Regions from separate parts of the Sus scrofa genome. Here region 1 is linked to region 2. The links are chromatin contacts, called in public HiChIP or PLAC-seq maps. All regions are on one chromosome and are shown on one strand. The core of a region is the stretch at or near the end of the contact, and the rest is flanking DNA. Distances in the headings are between cores, read along the strand shown.

Region 1 (5,598 bases), core at 2,227-4,726, 270 kb after region 2:
TTAGCTTGAGGATGGTTATCCTGGTTAACACAAGAGGAAAATGAGGATTGGGACTTGGCCAAAGCATTAGCCAGGCACCCAACTTTAGGAGCTGAAAACACAGAAGGCAGGCTGCCTGGGTTTGAATCCCATTATGGTGCTAACTAGCTGGAATTTGAGTGAATTCCTAATCCCCCAGTGCCTGTTTCCCTGCTGTGTGGTAGGGATTACAAGAATCCCCACCTTGGAGTTCCCTGGTGGCCTCGCAGGGTTAAGGATCAGCAGCAGTCGTCACTGCTGTGGCTGGGATTGGGTGTGGAGAAAAAAAAAAATCCCTACCTCTAGGGAAAAGAATCTGAAAAAGAATAGATGTATGTATTAACTGGATCACTTTGCGGTACACCTGAAACTAACACATTGTAATCAGCTATACTCCAGTATAAAATTAAAATAAAAAAGAAAGAATCCCCACTTCGGAGAGCTGAGTTAGCCTGTGAAAAGGGTTCAGAACAGTAAAGAGAGCCACCTGGCCTTGGTGTCTACGCCCCTGGTTCCGCCTGCACTCACCCAGGCTCTGCAGCGTGGCCACCAGCCCCCCGGCGGGCACTCCGCCCCCGTTCGCCACGGCCGACCAGCTCATCAGCGAGGCAGCCACAGAGTTGGCGGCGATGCCGGCGGTTGTGAAGCCCAGAGCGGGCAGCGCCATGGCCATGAGCCCTGGAGGAAGAGGAGAGGGTGAGGGACACTGTGCCGCAGGGCCCGCCCCCCTCCCCGGGCTCCCCGCCCTCCAGACCCACCTCCTCCGACGGCCATGTAGGCCAGCGTGCCCCAGAGCCCGGAGCTGCTGTTGTCCTCAGAGCGTCTTCTTTTGTCTGGAAAGAGAGTGGACAAAGCCGAGTGGGGAGCAGAGTCCCCTACTCTGTGCCTGATGCTCAAGCCACCCCCAGCGGTGGGGCCACCATTCCATTACGGAGAACTTTCATGAAGGGAAGAGACTTTTCCCAAGGGGCGGTGTCTGGCACAGAACTGGCATGAGCAGTTTTCCGAGAATGGAGGAATTGACAAGCAGGGATTCGAATCTGGGACTCTGGCTACCGCAACCCCGTGCTGTCCATTGGAGTAGCTCCTCTAGTTCAGTGGCACGCCTGGATCTCTAAATCAGGTATCTTGAAACTCTCCTCAGGAATTCTGAGACTCTTCACTCCTTTATCCCACAGTGCTCAGGTGCCCCAAGATCCTTACCTGTCTCCTCTCCACCGCAGGTGTAGAGTAGTAGGTAGCACAAGAAGAGCGATACCGCCTTCTGCCGCATGGTGGCGCCACGCAAGGCTTTATCACCGGACCTGGAAGGAGACCTGGTTCCCAGAGCCGTTTTGCTGGCACGCCCTCTGGATTGTATTGCGTTTCGTTTTGGCAGTGAGTTCATAAAGAGCAGTGAGATGCTCTGGACTGAGCCCAGGACCCCTTTAAGGAGGCGTGGCGGAGTTCCCGTCGTGGCGCAGTGGTTAACGAATCCGACTAGGAACCATGAGGTTGAGAGTTCGGTCCCTGCCCTTGCTCAGTGGGTTAACGATCCGGCGTTGTTGCCGTGAGCTGTGGTGTAGGTTGCAGACGCGGCTTGGATCCCGCGTCGCAGTGGCTCTGGCGTAGTGAGAACCTCCGGATGCCGAGGGAGCGGCCCTAGAAAAGGCAAAAAAAAGACAAAAAAAAAAAAAAAAAAAAAAAAAAGGGAGCAGTTCCTGCCACACCGGAAGGAGCTGAATCCTCTTCTGGCACAGTCCCTGGCACGTTGTGTGCACTCACCAGAGTCAGCTAGTGTTATTAGTGTGGCTTCTGTTATTGGCTTTGTCTGGCCTTGAGCAGGATACCTGGGACTTCCTGGAGCCTCAGTTTCCCTATCCCTAAGGTGGGAGTATTAATAGAACCTATTTCTGGCTGGGTGGCTGTGAGTTTTGAAACTGTTCACCACTGTATCCCTAGCATTTAGAACAGTGCCTGTCACACAGAATTTTCTACACAATGGTTGTTGCTACACTTCTCCCCCCCCCCGCCCCCCGCCCCGCATTCTCGGCCTGTGGAAGTTTGGAAGTTCCTGGGCCAGGGGTCCAACCTGCACCACAGAAGTGACTCAAACCACAGCAGTGGCAATGCCAGATCCTTAACCCACTGAATCACCAGGGAACTCCTGATAGACTTATTCTTACAATGCATTGAATATTTACAGGCACCAAACACTGATCTCATATTCGTTTTTCAGAAAGAAAGGAGGGTAAAGGAGCTAGCCCAAGGTCACAGAGCAAATTGTGCAGCCTAGACACATCTCAGGTCTGTCAGAATCCAAAACCTATGCTATTTCCATGACACTACAAAATAGGAGAACACATATCCCCCCCAACTCTAATGTGATCTTTGTCTGCTTAATGCTTTTTCCTTGAATTAAAAACAAACAACAACAAAACCCCCAACAATTTCCCCTATGTTGAGTACTTACTTAGCACTTTCTGGCACAAAGTTATGTATACCCATAACAACCCCATGAAGTAGGTGCCGTTATTCTTTTTTTTTTTTTTTTTTGTCTTTTGCCATTTTCTTGGGCCGCTCCCACGGTATATGGAGGTTCCAGGCTAGGGGTCGAATCAGAGCTGTAGCCGCCAGCCTACGCCAGAGCCACAGCAACTTGGGATCGGAGCCGCGTCTGCAACCTACACCACAGCTCACGGCAATGCTGGATCCCTAACCCACTGAGCAAGGCCAGGGATCAAACCTGCAACCTCATGGTTCCTAGTAGGATTCGTTAACCATTGTGCCACGGCGGGAACTCGGGTGCCGTTATTCTCAACCACGTATTATACATAAGGAAACTCAAACTCAGAAAAGTAACACTCCCAGGCCTGCCCAGCTGTAGCAGAATCAGGATTTAAAGCCATAATTGACTGATGCCCAGACCCACACTTTGGAGGTTTACTTCAGATCCTGTCATCTATCCTCAAAGATAAACTCACTGTCACAGTAGATCCTAGGATAAAGGGCTTTCAGAGATCATCCAGTCCCTTGGGCAGGTAAAGTAGCTTGATCCTTATTTCACAGATGAGGAGTCAAAGGGACAGGATTAAGGCCATATACTGTTGACATGGCACCTATAAGCGAAGTCTCATAGCTCCTGCAGCTTAGCATCCCAACCCCTAAAAGCCCACCAACCCATGCCCTCAGACCAGTCTTAGTCCAGGACACTAAAGGGGACTCAATGGTGTAGCCTCCCTGAGGAATGGGCATCCTGGCCCTCATGGCCTGAGGCTCACAGGCAGGCAGCCTGACACCCACACCTTATAGCTTCTGGGTTTACCTTGAAGAGAGCAGAAAAGAAATCTTCTTGCCTGGAGCCTGCTGATAGATGGCAGTAGCAGTGAGATAACGGCTCTCAGGCTGGATTTTTATAATCCTTCCCACTGCTGTAACTCTCCTCCCCAAGTGGCCAATTGCTGTCAAGTTTCCAGTTTCAGTTTCCATTTCCAGGGTTCTACAGTGTCTTGTCTCCTCCCTACAGCTCTGCTCAGTGACAATATCTCTGCTGAGCTGCTTAGTGGCCAGACAGTATAATTCAAGCCAGTGACTTTCCAAACAGCTAAGAGTATTCAAAGCAGGTCACATTAGGGTGGGGTCCACAGCCCTGCAGGGCTTAGTGAAGCCAGACCACCAGCACCTCTTGGGGCACAAGGTCTTTCACAATTCGAGTCAATTAATAATAATGCCCACAAGAGTTTCCATTGTGTCTCAGTGGAAACAAATGCGACTAGGAACCATGAGGTTGCAGGTTTGATCCCTGGCCTCGCTAAGTGGGTTAAGTAGCCAGCGTTGCCATGAGCTATGGTGTAGGCCAACAGCTGCAGCTCCAATCCAACTCCTAGCCTGAGAACTTCCATATTCCATGGGTGCGTCCCTGAAAAAACAAAGTAATAATCATGCCTGCATTTATTGAGCACTTGCTGCATACAAGGGCCTGGAAAGAGATCCAATCCCACAAGTCTTGTGACTACCGTCATTTGTGTACAGACCTATTTTGCAGAGGAGATTAAAGCTTGTGGAAATGAAATCACTCCATTCCATTGTTCTCTCAGGCTGGCTGCTTCTGGGTGATGGGTATATGGTAAGACCGGTGACGCCCACGTTCAGAGGCCATTGCCACACATTTAATTTGCCATTAAAATGGGTCTTCTAGCCCTGGGTAATGGATTGCGCTTTCTTTCTTTCTTTCTTCCTTTCTCTCTCTCTTTTTTCTTTTTAGAGCCACACCCAAGGCATATGGAAGTTCCCAGGCTAGGGGTGGAATCAGAGCTGTAGCTGCCAGCCTACACCACAGCCACAGCAACACTGGATCTGAGCAGTATCTGTGACTGTTGCTTGCAGCAATGCCAGATCCTTAACCCGCTGAGCCAGGCCAGGGATCGAACCCGAATCTTCAGGAACACAATGTCAGGTCCTTAACCCGCTGAGCCACAACAGGATCTCCAGATTGAGTATTCTTTAAACTTTCAGATATTATTGCTTGCAGAACTAGAAGTACAATCCATATTTGGAGTACATAACAATTCCAGGAAAATGAATCATTGCTTTCTCCAAAGTGGAAGGGGACTGATGTAACTGACCTGCCACCACAGTGCTGGCTGCTCTCTCTGACCAATGTTGCTATGCTGCTGCCTGCTGCTGGCTGGTGGGCTATTTGTTGGCCATTGTTAGATCAGCCTTGGTGAAAGGGATGCCAAGTTGTTGGGTCCATTCATAGCCTCCATCCTTGCCACCATGGCCACCCTTTTATGAGTCTTTTGCAAAGTAGCAGGGTAACTAAGTTTACAGGCGGGCTGACATCCACAGGATGGGATATCTGACCATCTGGCTGGAGAGCCTCATCTGCAGTAGGAGGTCAATGGTGAGCAAAAATGTGAGACACAAAGATCTGCATACTTTTCACTAACTCCTGTTAATCCATCTATATGCCACTTACACAGATCTGCTTATCTCCAATGTTCCACTTTACTTTTCTTTTCTTTTTTTTTTTTGTCTTTTCAGGGCCAAACCCATAGCATACGGATGTTTCCAGGCTAGGAGTTGAATCAGACCTTTCGCTGCCAGCCTACACCACAGCCACAGCAAAGCCAGATCTAAACCTTATCTGTGACATACACCACAGATGATAGCAATGCTGGATCCTTAACCCGCTGCTCGGAGCCAGGGATCGAACTCTCATCCTCATGGATACCAGTCAGATTCGTTAACCTCTGAGCCACGACGGGAACTCCCCAAGTTCCACTTCTCTGTTCCATGCCTTTGACCAACTAGTCCAGCCATTTGCCATTGATTGGTTGATTGATTGTCTTTTTAGGGCCGCACCCACGGCATATGGAAGTTCGCAGGCTAGGGGTCAAATCAGAGCTGTAGCTTTTGGCCTATGCCACAGCCATAGCAATGCCAGATCAGAGTCATGTATGCGAACTATACCACAGCTCATGGCAACACCAGATCCTTAACCCACTGTATGAGGCCAGGGATTGAACCTTCATCTTCATGGATACTAGTCAGATTCATTTCTGCTGAGCCAAGACGGGAACTCCCCATTTGTCATTT
Region 2 (5,346 bases), core at 1,710-4,209:
GATGTCCTGCCGGATGGTCTCCCGGAAATAACCACTAATGTCCAGGGCAGGGGAGGGAGGGAGAGAGAATGGCAGGGCCTGTCCCTCAGCCCCAGCCCACTGTACCCTCACCAGCCTCCTCCTGGTGCACCTGCTGTGGGCCCCCATTACCAAGAGTCCGTGGGCGTGGCCTCCAGCAGGCGGGCAAGCCGGCCCACCAGGGGTGTGAGCAGGGCCTCAGTGCCCACCCCGGCCTGGACTAGCCCGTCAGCCAGGCCCCTCAAGAGGCCTACATCACCACACAGCACCCGACCGGTGGCTGTCACCACATAGGGTATCAGGGTGTAGCTGCCAATGCAATCCTGGTGGAAGGGAGGCAGGAGTCAGTGGAGGTCAGAGGTCAGTACCAGATTAGAGAGGGGCAGTGAGGGGGTCAAAGGCCAGCACCAGTGGGGACTGGAACAGCAGGGAAGGGACACACTTTATGAAGGGAGACAATAGGGAACGAAGGATCACATGGATATCAGGGGACATTATGGAGGTCAGAGGTGAATGAAGAGGCCAGGAAAGATAGTGGCTGTCAGAGGTCACCATGGAGGTCAAAGGGCACTTTGGATTGAGAGGTGGGTTCTGCTCACCGAGTTCTTCTGGAAAATGTCCTCCTGCAGGGGACAGACATTCAGATACTGGTGTTTTGGTAGGGCCACCCCAGCCTGGCGCCTGCCCCCACTGGCCCCCTGGCCACCTACCCTGAGGGCCTGCAGGTCAGGGAGGTCAGCCTGAGAGCAGAGGAGCACGTTGTTGGTCATGCTGAAGCTCTCCCGCACACCCAGGTGGTAGAACAGGGACGGCTGCCCCAGGGAGCTGCTCACCTCCAGCACCACCACATCTGCAGGCACAACGGTGGGCGCCCTGAGCCCTGAAGCCCGCAGCCCAGCTTGTGGGGAAGGAGCCTGGGCATCCATCCTGGCTTGTCCTGCCCGCCCATGTGACTCCAGCAGAGTCCAGTTTTGCTCTGGGCCTCAGGGTTCCTCAGGTTCAGACAGAAATGATATCTCTAGTAGGGAAGGAGAGCCGTGGAGCTCACCGTGCTGCAATTCACATCCCACCTCAGAGCCTATGGGCACTGGGCACAGAGGAGGGGAGGCTGTGCAGCAGCCTGGAGACTGTCCCAGGCCACTGGAGAGGCAGGAGTTGTGCCAAGAGAGAAGTCCCCTTCCCTGGGTCATCCACTCAATCTCTTGAAAGTGGCTACCACCAGCAGTGTGCTGTGTGTATATGCATGTGTATAAACACGTGGTGTGTGTGTGTACAGCACTGTGTTTCTCTGTGTGTGCGTGTGTGTAGCTTGCTGTTTCTATTATCTCTGTGTGCCACAGCCTATGTAAATCAACATATATACGATCTGTGAGCCTATGACCCTGTGTGTGTGTCTTTGTGTCCCGAGGTCGAGCTAGCCTTCATTTTTAAGCTGAGATTTAACGGACATCCTGCAAGTAAGGTTCCTGGACTCTTGGATGAACAAATAAGTTTCGGGGGTGGGGCTTCGGGGCTGGGGAGGGCGGGGTGACCCGCGCGGGAATAGCCGCCTTCTGACTCCGCCCCCGGACAACCCTGCTCCGCCTCCAGCCCCGCCCCAGCTCCATTCTCTCATAACTGCTTGGACCTCATAACCTAAGCTCCCTCGTGGAGAATCCAGTGTAGTTGGGTTCCTTCGCTTCTCTTTCTGCCTCTTCAGCCGGATCTTCGGAAGCGGTGTGCTAAGACCCTGAACTTCAACCGCACGTGTACAACCCCTTTCCTAGTCCAAGTTACACCTCCTGGGAGCCTCCCTCATGAGAGCCTCCCTCATGAGCTCCGTGCGAGATCATCCTGAGGCTGAGTTCTCCAACCTCACTCCTGAGATACCACACCCTGCCCCGCTCCCAGCCTCTCCTCAATTCTAGCCCCGCTCCCCAGGCATGATGCCGACTCCCGAGCGCTTAATCTCCAACCCTGAAGCCCGAACCAGGCCTGGATCGGCTAAATCCCAACCTGAGCCCTGCTGCGCTCCAGATCCCCTAAATTCCCATTTTTATCACGGCCCCGCCTCAAGCCCCTCAGTTTTAGCTCACTTTAGGTCTCGAGCACCCCCTCACCGACCTTGGGGTCTCCCGGGAGTCTCCGAGCCACGCCCCCTTCGGCTCCTCCCAGCTCCCAGGCCCCGCCCCCAAGCGCGCTCACCAGCATTGTAAAAAGAATCCAGTGCTGTAGTGTCTCCCAGAGCCAGGGTCCCAAAAGGCAGGCTGCGCAACTGAGGCCGCGGCCGCGGTCCAGGGAGCTGCGCGCAGGCCTCCCGCAGGCAGCGCAGGGGTAGCGGCTCAGCCTCGTCTCCCGCCTCGGGCTCCACCCGGGTCTGCTGCTCCCGGGTCAGCACGTACACCACGCTGAGGGGCCGGCTTCGCGTGCAGCCCCGGCCGTGAGACGCCGCGAGCGGCCGGCCCCGGCTCAGCGCCTCGGCCAGCGGGTCCTGCCAGCAGCTGCCGGCGCACTCCAGGGTTCCGGACCGCGAGCACGGCCCCGCCATGCGGGGGCGCTCGGTCGTCGGGCGCCCGGTTTTGGGCACCCGGGGCGAGACAGGAGCCAGGGATCGGGAATCTGGTTGGGATCGGGAATCTCCTTCGGGATCTGAAGATCTGGATATCCGGAGTCCTGCTAAAGGTCCCCTATTTGGGAATCTGGTGTCCAGGGCGAAATCCGGGCTCCGACTTGCAAGATCCTGAGGATCTGGAGTCGGGGATTGGGTCCCGGGAATCTTGGGCATCTGGTGATCCGCTTCTGAGTCACGTGGGAGATCCCGGAATGGGTCTGGCAGTGCCCACCACGCGGATTCCACAGGAGAGCTCCGACCGTCGCTCTCCTGTAGGCCGGGCCCAGCCCTTTCCCGGCCTACCAGGAAAGCTCCACCCTCGGCCTTGGGGCAGCACCGCTCCCTAGCGGCCCGGGACTCTTCTCTCCCTCCTCTCCCGCCAGAACCTCTGAGACAGGCCGCTTCCGGAACAGCCTGTGCCCCTGTGCACGCCAACCACTGCGGACTGCTCGCAGCAGGCGCTCATAAGATGTGTGCCCAGGCCAGCGCTGAGACAGAAGTGAGAATTGCAGGCCCTGCTCTGCAAGGGTCTGTTGACAGAATCCATCTCCAGAGACATCTGGATGTGTAGACCACAGCAGAGAATGCCTGAAGAGTGTCGGTCCTCCAGGTCCTGCTGTGCAGGCTGGGAGGGTCTGGGCTGGGGGAAGCCAGCTCCTTGGGCTGCCAGGAGCATGGTATGTGAGCCCTGTCCTTTGCCCTTTTGCCAGGGGGCTGCTTTCCCAAGAATTCAATCTGTTATGGAGCTCTGCTGACCTTTGACCTCCACCCCACACGTGACCATGGGACCTAAGAGTCCTTATGCAGATGTTTCTCTACCTCCCTGAAGGAGAACCCCAGATATTCCAGCCCTTGGGCTGCAATAGCTTCCCAGCTCCAATCTCCAAGAATCCCTAACCTTCTAGTGTGAATTAGTGTGCCAGCAGCCTGGTGTAAACCTCTGTGGACTCTGAAATCAGGAACTGGGGACTTAGAGAGGTTGAGTAACTTGTCCAAGATCACTCAGCTACATGACAGAGCAGGATGACATGACAGAGCCCAGAAATACCTATCAGCCTGCAGAGATCAGACTCTTAACTACTTATTGCTCTGCCACTTTCTAGAATGTGACTCTAGCGAATTAACTAACTGCTCAATAAATGTTAGTTCAGTAACTGCTATTTCACTGCCATGTTGCCCCATGGAAGAAAAATGTACCTGCCTGAGTTCAAACTAGCCCCTAATGAGACAGGCAAGAAGTTGTGGAAGATGAGAACTCGACTTACAACAGAGCGTGGAAACAGACAACTTAGAAGGGACAGGCAGGGGACAACAGAGAGGGTGAGATAGCTGTCTGATTCCCACCACAAAACTGTCTACTTGTAGGGCCAAAGAGAAGTGTCAGTGAATGCTTGAATCCTTCCAAGTGCGCCACTAAATGTTTCTCTGGCCTCGGCTTGCATACCTCTAGAGACAGAAGCCTCATTACCGTTTGAGGCCATCTATCTGACTAGAAGATCTTTCCTTGAATGGAACTCACACCTGTGTCCCTCCCCTGCCCTGTCAAGTTCTTCTCAGTAATTGGAAGAGGCCTGCAAGCCAAGAAAGGGTTAAAATGATTTATTTTTTAAACATGGACAGAAGAGCAGAGGTGGTTAGCGATGGGGAGAAGTAGCCGAGGGTCTGGAAGCTGTACAGGAGAGATAAGGGTGCTGGTTGCTCGGGTGCCCTAGCGAAGCATCGTGTGGGTGGCCATGCTGAAGCCGAGTTGAAGCCATAGTTATGGGTGGTGGCTTCGGACACTGAGTAGCACCTGTTGAGATTGGACTGGTAGCAGGATCTGTAGCTGGTGTCCACCTGGCACTGAGGACAGTCACCGCAGAGTTGCCCCCACTGGCATCATGGTCCGTATCATAGGTGGTAAAAGGCTTCCAGCTGTGGAAGCACAGAGAGTTCCCTGGCAGGAATGGGACATACCTGGGTGTCAGCACCATGCCTGGCACCCTGGCTTGTGGAGTTCCCAGACCAGGAATCAGGTCTGAGCCACAGCTGCAAACTATGCCATAGCTGCAGCAATGCTGGATCCTTTAACCCACTGTGCCAGAGCCGAAACTGAACCTGTGTCCTGAGGCTGCAGAGATGCCACTGATTCCGTTGCTCCACAACAGTCATTCCTGCCTCACACCCTTGAAGAGATGGTCTCACAGGAGCCTCAGAGAAACTGTGAGATGGATGTTTTCAGGCCCCGTGAGAAAACAGCAGTGCCAGGAGCCAGGGTATTTGCCCAAGGGCACCCAGCTTGTCACAGGGACTTGAACTCAGGACGGTGGCTCCAGGCCACTGGCTCCTCGCACTGCCTTCTGCCCTCCCAGAATCCCCAACTCTTCTCTTACTCCTTGGTCTCCTCTCAGCTCCCATCAGCATCCTGGGCAACTGTGCCAGGGAGTGCTGTGAGGGACAGCTCTGATGCCAGGCAAGAAAGGGGGCTCCCCTGAACCACCTCCTCATAACCACTTCCCTCTCCAGTTTCTCCTCAACTGTTGGTGTTTCTCCAAAAAAAGATTTCCCTGGTTCCTCTTCCAAAGTAAATAATGCCAACACTCAACAAAGCCTCAGATGGCTCCCACACCCTCCCTTCCTGCCTCCTTGTCCATTTTACTGGGGAGGAAACTGAGGCTCTGACTTGGAAGGGTCACATAGTAAATAACAGAGCTGAATTTATTTTATTTATTTTTTATTTAAAAAAATTTTTCCCCACT

What was found. HiChIP or PLAC-seq counts read pairs in DNA pulled down with a chosen protein or histone mark.
Region 1: an H3K27ac HiChIP or PLAC-seq map of alveolar macrophages shows a contact between it and region 2. The contact joins the promoter of IFI6 here to the promoter of MAP3K6 in region 2. A contact is called at or near these places in 2 of 5 promoter capture datasets (fetal skeletal muscle and liver), 1 of 47 Hi-C or Micro-C datasets (embryonic fibroblasts) and 1 of 2 datasets of contacts at active chromatin or transcription factors (alveolar macrophages).

The regions. Positions count from the first base shown.
Region 1 is chr6:84,854,596-84,860,193 of Sscrofa11.1, forward strand. It overlaps IFI6 (interferon alpha-inducible protein 6), which reads right to left and starts at 3,477. Exons shown (of 5, transcript XM_021095660.1): 1 at 3,323-3,477; 2 at 1,222-1,322; 3 at 777-851; 4 at 547-696. The coding sequence starts at 1,291.
Region 2 is chr6:84,582,469-84,587,814 of Sscrofa11.1, forward strand. It overlaps MAP3K6 (mitogen-activated protein kinase kinase kinase 6), which reads right to left and starts at 2,960. Exons shown (of 29, transcript XM_013988796.2): 1 at 2,203-2,960; 2 at 729-868; 3 at 618-641; 4 at 151-341; 5 at 1-34. The coding sequence starts at 2,782.